2 separate regions of the Mus musculus genome follow, and region 1 is linked to region 2. Evidence: chromatin contacts called from public promoter capture Hi-C data. All regions are on one chromosome and are shown on one strand. Each heading gives the region's core, a stretch centred on a gene start, on an enhancer-like site or on the middle of the called end of the contact. The rest is flanking DNA. Distances are from core to core; before and after follow the strand shown. Region 1 overlaps Tnnt2 (troponin T2, cardiac). Region 2 overlaps Nav1 (neuron navigator 1).

Region 1 (2,700 bases), core at 27-2,526, 290 kb after region 2:
GTGGGACAGTCCAAAAACTCATTCAGAGCAGGAATGTGGGGTACTTGGAGGGGGAGTCAAATCTTTTCCTATTCTCCCTGCTACTGGGGTCTACCATTTCAGTGAGCGAGAAGCCAGGGCCTGTAGCTGGGGCGCTTCTCTCTCAATGCTTTCAGTTGCTAGGCATGCTAAGCTGCTCCATCCTCAGTAGTGGTTGGCAGGCAATGGTCCTTGAGGCTCAGGCATGTCACGAGGAGTGAGGCTGCCATATTGCTTGAATGTTGACTTGTGAATCAGAGTTCAGGCCTAACTCTGAGCTGGTTGTGGTCTGCGCTGCTGCCAGGCTTTGCACCGCACACTAACCTGTTCTGCTTGCTCCCTTTGCTGTCGCCACCGCCACCTCCTGCACCCGGAAGAGGAAGACTGGAGTGAAGAAGAGGAGGACGGTAGTACAGCGTTCCCTATCCTGTGCCTGTCCCTGCTTTCTTGCTCCTCCTGGGCTCTGGGCTTAGGCTAGGGAGACCAACAACTTCAGAGGGCCAGGACCCTAGGACCCCTCCCCCATTCCCTCTTTTCCTTCTGGGAGGGAAGTGGGAAGGATCTGGGCTATCCTGTCTTCCCACCTGCTCCACATATGGTCACAGAAGGATTCCTGTGATAGGAACAAACCCCAGCTGCTCCACTGCTCATGTCAGTGTTCATGTGGGGACCTTCCCTGTTTTGCCTAAGGCAAGGTTGGGCTCTGGGGACAGAAAAGGCCAGAAATAGCCAGAGCAGAAAGGACATGATGTCAGCTTTCAGATGTGTTCTGCTGAGAGGTGGGGTGAAGGTGGACTTGCTTCTTGGGGGTAACAGGAGGCGAGGGGAGACAGAATGGGGCTTAATTTTAGGACTGGCTTTCCTACAGTGATGTCCAGGGAGGCCTAAGTGTGACCTGTTCCTTGGGCTTCTAAATGACCACTGGGCCCATGGCACGTGGCACAGGAAAATGAAACTTAGGGTGAATGGGAGAAGAGGTGGCCTCAGGGTGGACCCCATAGCTGGCCACCTTCCTCTACTCTTATGCTACCTGACAAACCTCCTGGAGGGTTGAAAGAAGAGGCACCCCAGGACTTCAGTGGGGACCCAGTCCTAAGAAAGGAGGGCAGAGACGATGAGGCAGTGGGGGTGGAGGCCCTCTCTCCTCTGATGGTTCTTTCTGTCCTGAGGTGTTTCTTCTCCCTCTGCCAAGGGGCCACCACTTGTCAGTCTATCAATCACTGAATGTTACAAGCACTTCCGCCAAGCTGAGTCATGGTCTGGATGGCATCCTGTCTCCCTAATCTGTCTGTCCCTTCAGAATGTTGGGAGAGGCGGGGTCCATCCACATCCTGTCAAGCAAACGATGAAAATAGAAACTGCTGGCAACCTTCTGGGTAGCACATCTCTCTAACTATTGGACCTTTCATCCGCCCGCACAACCTCTGTTGGGTTTGGAAGAAGGACTTGAAGAGACACTGGATTCACAACAGACTTTCCCTAGCACCTCAGTTTAGTCAGGACCTGTCCTGTGGTGCCAGCACCTCTGGGGTGAACAGTTGGGGAAGACGATGGATTTCTGTCCCCAGGAAGGTCATGGGGGAAGCTAGTGCTAAACTGGACAGAAAGAGGCTAGACAGAACTTCACCCCAACTAGTCCCCAGCAGTGAGTCTTGATGTCCTGTCACTGGTGTTTCCCACCGCCACACCATTATATTTTATCTATGTATATAATGTGTTTCTACACTAGGGAAGACCCAGCTCAGATTTCCAAACTCTCAGGGAGCCAAATTTAGGGGTACTTACCAGTCAGATGGGACCCTTCTGTTGGATTTCACTTTACCTGCAAAGGAGCAGACAGGGAACTCTGGGGCACTGACTTACTTGGGGGGCGGTTGAGGCATGGATGAGAGTGTAGATGAGTGGGTGAGGTTATAGGAATCTTTGCTTGCAGAAGTAGTCCTGGGCTGGGCGTGGCTTTGTGCTCCAGTTTGAACCAGGAGCCAAACAGCATTCCTCTGTCATTTGGGTCTGTGGCTCCTATATCATGTGAGCCTGGATGTTACTGGCTCTGTTCTACCCTCCCGATGTGATCTCTGTTCTGGGGGTGCTTTCTGCACGTTAAGAGAGAGGGTCAGTTGGTCATGGTGTCTTTTTTACCTCTCCAGAGCAAGAGGAGGCAGTGGAGGAGGAGGAGGCTGGTGGGGCTGAACCTGAGCCTGAGGGTGAGGCTGAGACAGAGGAGGCCAACGTAGAAGGTACAGCCCAGGGTGAGGGGATGAGGGGCTAGGGGTGGTGTCTTAAGTCGTCCAACAGGTGCTTGCTAGCTTGTGTCCCTGTCTGGGCTCGGGGGATGCAGCAGTCTGCTTTCTGGGTGATGATTGTCAATACAGAGCTTCGTTTGTGGTTGACCCTACAAACCAGCAGAATATCCTGCCTGACCATGGGGAATGCTCTTGGGGGAATCTGAGTTGGAACAGGACCTCTGTTGATTGATCATGTTTTGTTTAGAGGTTGGTCCTGATGAAGAAGCCAAAGATGCTGAAGGTAAGTGATGCTGGCACAAGAGAACTCCTCATAGTAGCCTTGGGTGAGACTGTGTCCAGGGATTCCTGTGTAACCAGAGGGTGTACAGGAAAGGGTTGGAAGCCAGAATTTGGTGGTACTTGCTGGGCTTGGGAGGGTGGGACTCAAAACCTTTGT
Region 2 (2,700 bases), core at 113-2,612:
AATGCTCTTAATGAACTCCAGCTCCACTTTACACCCATTCATCCTGAACTCCTTTTCTGCTGAGCAGCATTGCTTCAGCCGAGTGGAGGCTCTGAGAAGAACCCTTCTTTCTGGCTGTGTGGGTTTTAGCAGGAAGCTGTCTCTGATCCCTGACTCTCCCCACTCCCCTTCCTGCTGGGCTCTTCCTGCTCACCGATTAACAAATGAGCAAGGACAACACCTCACAGACAGACAGACAGACAGACAGACAGACAGACAGACACACACACACACACACACACACACACACACACACACACACACACTGTCACCTCTCTCTCCTGAACTGCCACCATTCCGCCCCGTCTTTCCAGCTCATTTCCTTTCCAAGGCCAGCTTCTGGACCTCCAGCCCTTGCCCTTTCTTTCCAAATGCAGCAGCCTGACTCCAGCTGTGACAGGCTTTATTCCCCACAGGTGGAGATCATCTTGTCCTTGATTCTCTTTCTGAGGGGGCCCAACCCAGTACTCTGTCTTAGATCCTTCCTGCAGGTAGACTCTATGGCTCTGCCCCATCGTCCCAGCGAACACCTGACTTTTATTGTCTCTGTCTTAAATGTACACACACACACACACACACACACACACACTCATGCATGTGTGCACACATACCACAAAAACGTATACATACACCACACACACACACTACACACATACAACACACCACACACACACACACAATACACCACACACACACACACACACACACACACACACAACACACATATAACACACTACACACACAATACACCACACATACACACACACACACACTACACATATACAACACACTACACACACACACACTGAACACACACATGAACATACACACACACTGCACAAGAGCAAACATACACACCAAACGTGCACACCACATGCACACCACACACACTACACACACACACACACACACACACACACACACACGCTCTCCTGAGCGTGCGTCTTTGTCTTCCTCTCCATCATTCCAGCCTCCATGCTCTCTTCAGGTACAAATCAGTGGGAAATGCCTCCCCAGACACCATAAACGCTTTTAATGGAGACCAGGAACTCATTTTAAAGATTTTCCTCCATTTTCTGAGCCATTACAAATTCCTGGTACCTGGGAGTCAGAGCAATTGTCCCCAGGCAGGCAGACATATTTTACTGGACATACAACTTTTTAAACACACAGAAAAAAAAAAAAAACAAAACCCTACAATAAAACTCACTACCCAGACTTTTAAACTGAGCTATCTGTCACTCACCCTAATTCTCCTCTTTCAATGGCCCTTTCCCTTAAAAGGCTTCTAAAGGGCCTCACTCAGCCAGCTGTTAGGCAGCGCTTGGCTCCTGCCACATCCTCAGAGCTCAGCGTGTGGTCACGTAGTCTCCTGCCCATACAAGCCACTCTAGTGAGATCCTCAGCGAGACAACACAGGCTCATTAAACGTTTGCAAACGAGTGAACAGTGAACGTACGTATAAATGAATGAAAGGAGACAACAGGGAGAAGAGATTCCAGAAGCAGATCAGCTCCACAGCCAAGAAGGAACGGGGGTTGGGAAGAGGGAGAGGACATACAGTCCTGGAAAAGCCACAACACATAAATTGTGACCAATGACCACGAGCGACTCAGGCTTCCTGTCTGCGTCTGCTTTCAGCTGAACATTCCCCTTTGCTGACACGGCTCCTGGTCCACAGCTGGGGAAGCTACGCACGCGTCTGCCCCATGAGCAGGTGCTAAGTTAGAACCTTAAGCTGGGCTGTTCTTAGAATCCTAGGTTCACTGGGGGCGTGCTGTGACCAGTTAATGGAAGATTCAGAAAGTTGTTCCCTTCCCTCTTATTTACCATCCACCCACCTGGCAGGAAAGGAGGTCCCACAGTTCTGTTCCTCAGCCAGAGACCAGGGACAACAAGGTGGCTTGTCTGCATTCCCTGGAGACACGGGCACGACCAACACCTTTGTTCCTTTGCGTATGCTATGCCTTCAACCTGGCAGGCCTGGCCTCCCTGGCTGCAGCTCCCTGTCAGAGAGCTTACTCTCAGCACTATCACTGTGCCAGACTCTTGGGAAAACAAAAGAGCAAACCAAGCTTCTCACACCTCTCCCAGAGCCTGAGAGCCTTCTCTCACAAACCCACTGTCCTGGGCCCCGGAGCTGATGGTTCAGTTGTGACCCTGTTACAGTGGCTCTCAACTGAGAACAGAAATACTTCTGGGGACTCTTGACTAGACGGACATGTTACTGGCATCCAGTATGCGGTGGCTGTGGATGTTACCAAACATCTTCCAATGTTCCGGGCAGCACCCTCAACTGAGGGCTATCTGGCCTCAGTGTCGGCAATGCAGAGGTTGACTCTTGTCATCACACCTGCTCCTCTCTATAGAGCTCAAATCCCTCGAGGAAAGAATCCATGAACCGAAGGAGCTGCAGAGGGTCTAGAAACTCCGAAATTAAATGCAAATCTTATACCTGCGTATAATGTTCATTCTCTGGAAAGAAAGACTAGTGAAGAAGCTAGTTAAGAGGCCCTGCGGTGGAGGCAAGCTCTGAGCCTTGGGCAGCCCAGTAAGGAAACCATGGAGTATACAGTTTACAGTATACAGACACTTAGCAGGCAAACCCACAGCCCAGATGCTCTGAGATCCTTATCTGAGCATCCACCAACACTCCCATGA

What was found. Promoter capture Hi-C pulls out the DNA fragments that hold promoters and counts their contacts.
Region 1: a promoter capture Hi-C map of the HPC-7 cell line shows a contact between it and region 2, with 2.3 times the contacts expected there. The contact joins two enhancer-like sites. A contact is called at or near these places in 3 of 39 promoter capture datasets (the HPC-7 cell line, HPC-7-derived erythroid cells and liver), 1 of 484 Hi-C or Micro-C datasets (B cells) and 1 of 9 other capture datasets (liver).

Annotation. Positions count from the first base shown.
Region 1 is chr1:135,843,390-135,846,089 of GRCm38.p6, forward strand. It overlaps Tnnt2 (troponin T2, cardiac), which reads left to right. Exons shown (of 15, transcript NM_001130181.2): 4 at 2,166-2,255; 5 at 2,509-2,544. Among named protein-coding and RNA genes, the nearest start is that of Tnnt2, 8.4 kb to the left of the region's middle. Within about 2 kb of position 1,277, at least 33 of the 459 cell types and tissues checked have an H3K27ac peak or open chromatin away from gene starts, as enhancers often do. A contact at or near this core is called in the HPC-7 cell line, where this site is marked.
Region 2 is chr1:135,553,394-135,556,093 of GRCm38.p6, forward strand. The region is part of intron 1 of Nav1 (neuron navigator 1); the gene reads right to left. Among named protein-coding and RNA genes, the nearest start is that of Nav1, 31 kb to the right of the region's middle. Within about 2 kb of position 1,363, at least 65 of the 459 cell types and tissues checked have an H3K27ac peak or open chromatin away from gene starts, as enhancers often do. A contact at or near this core is called in the HPC-7 cell line, where this site is marked.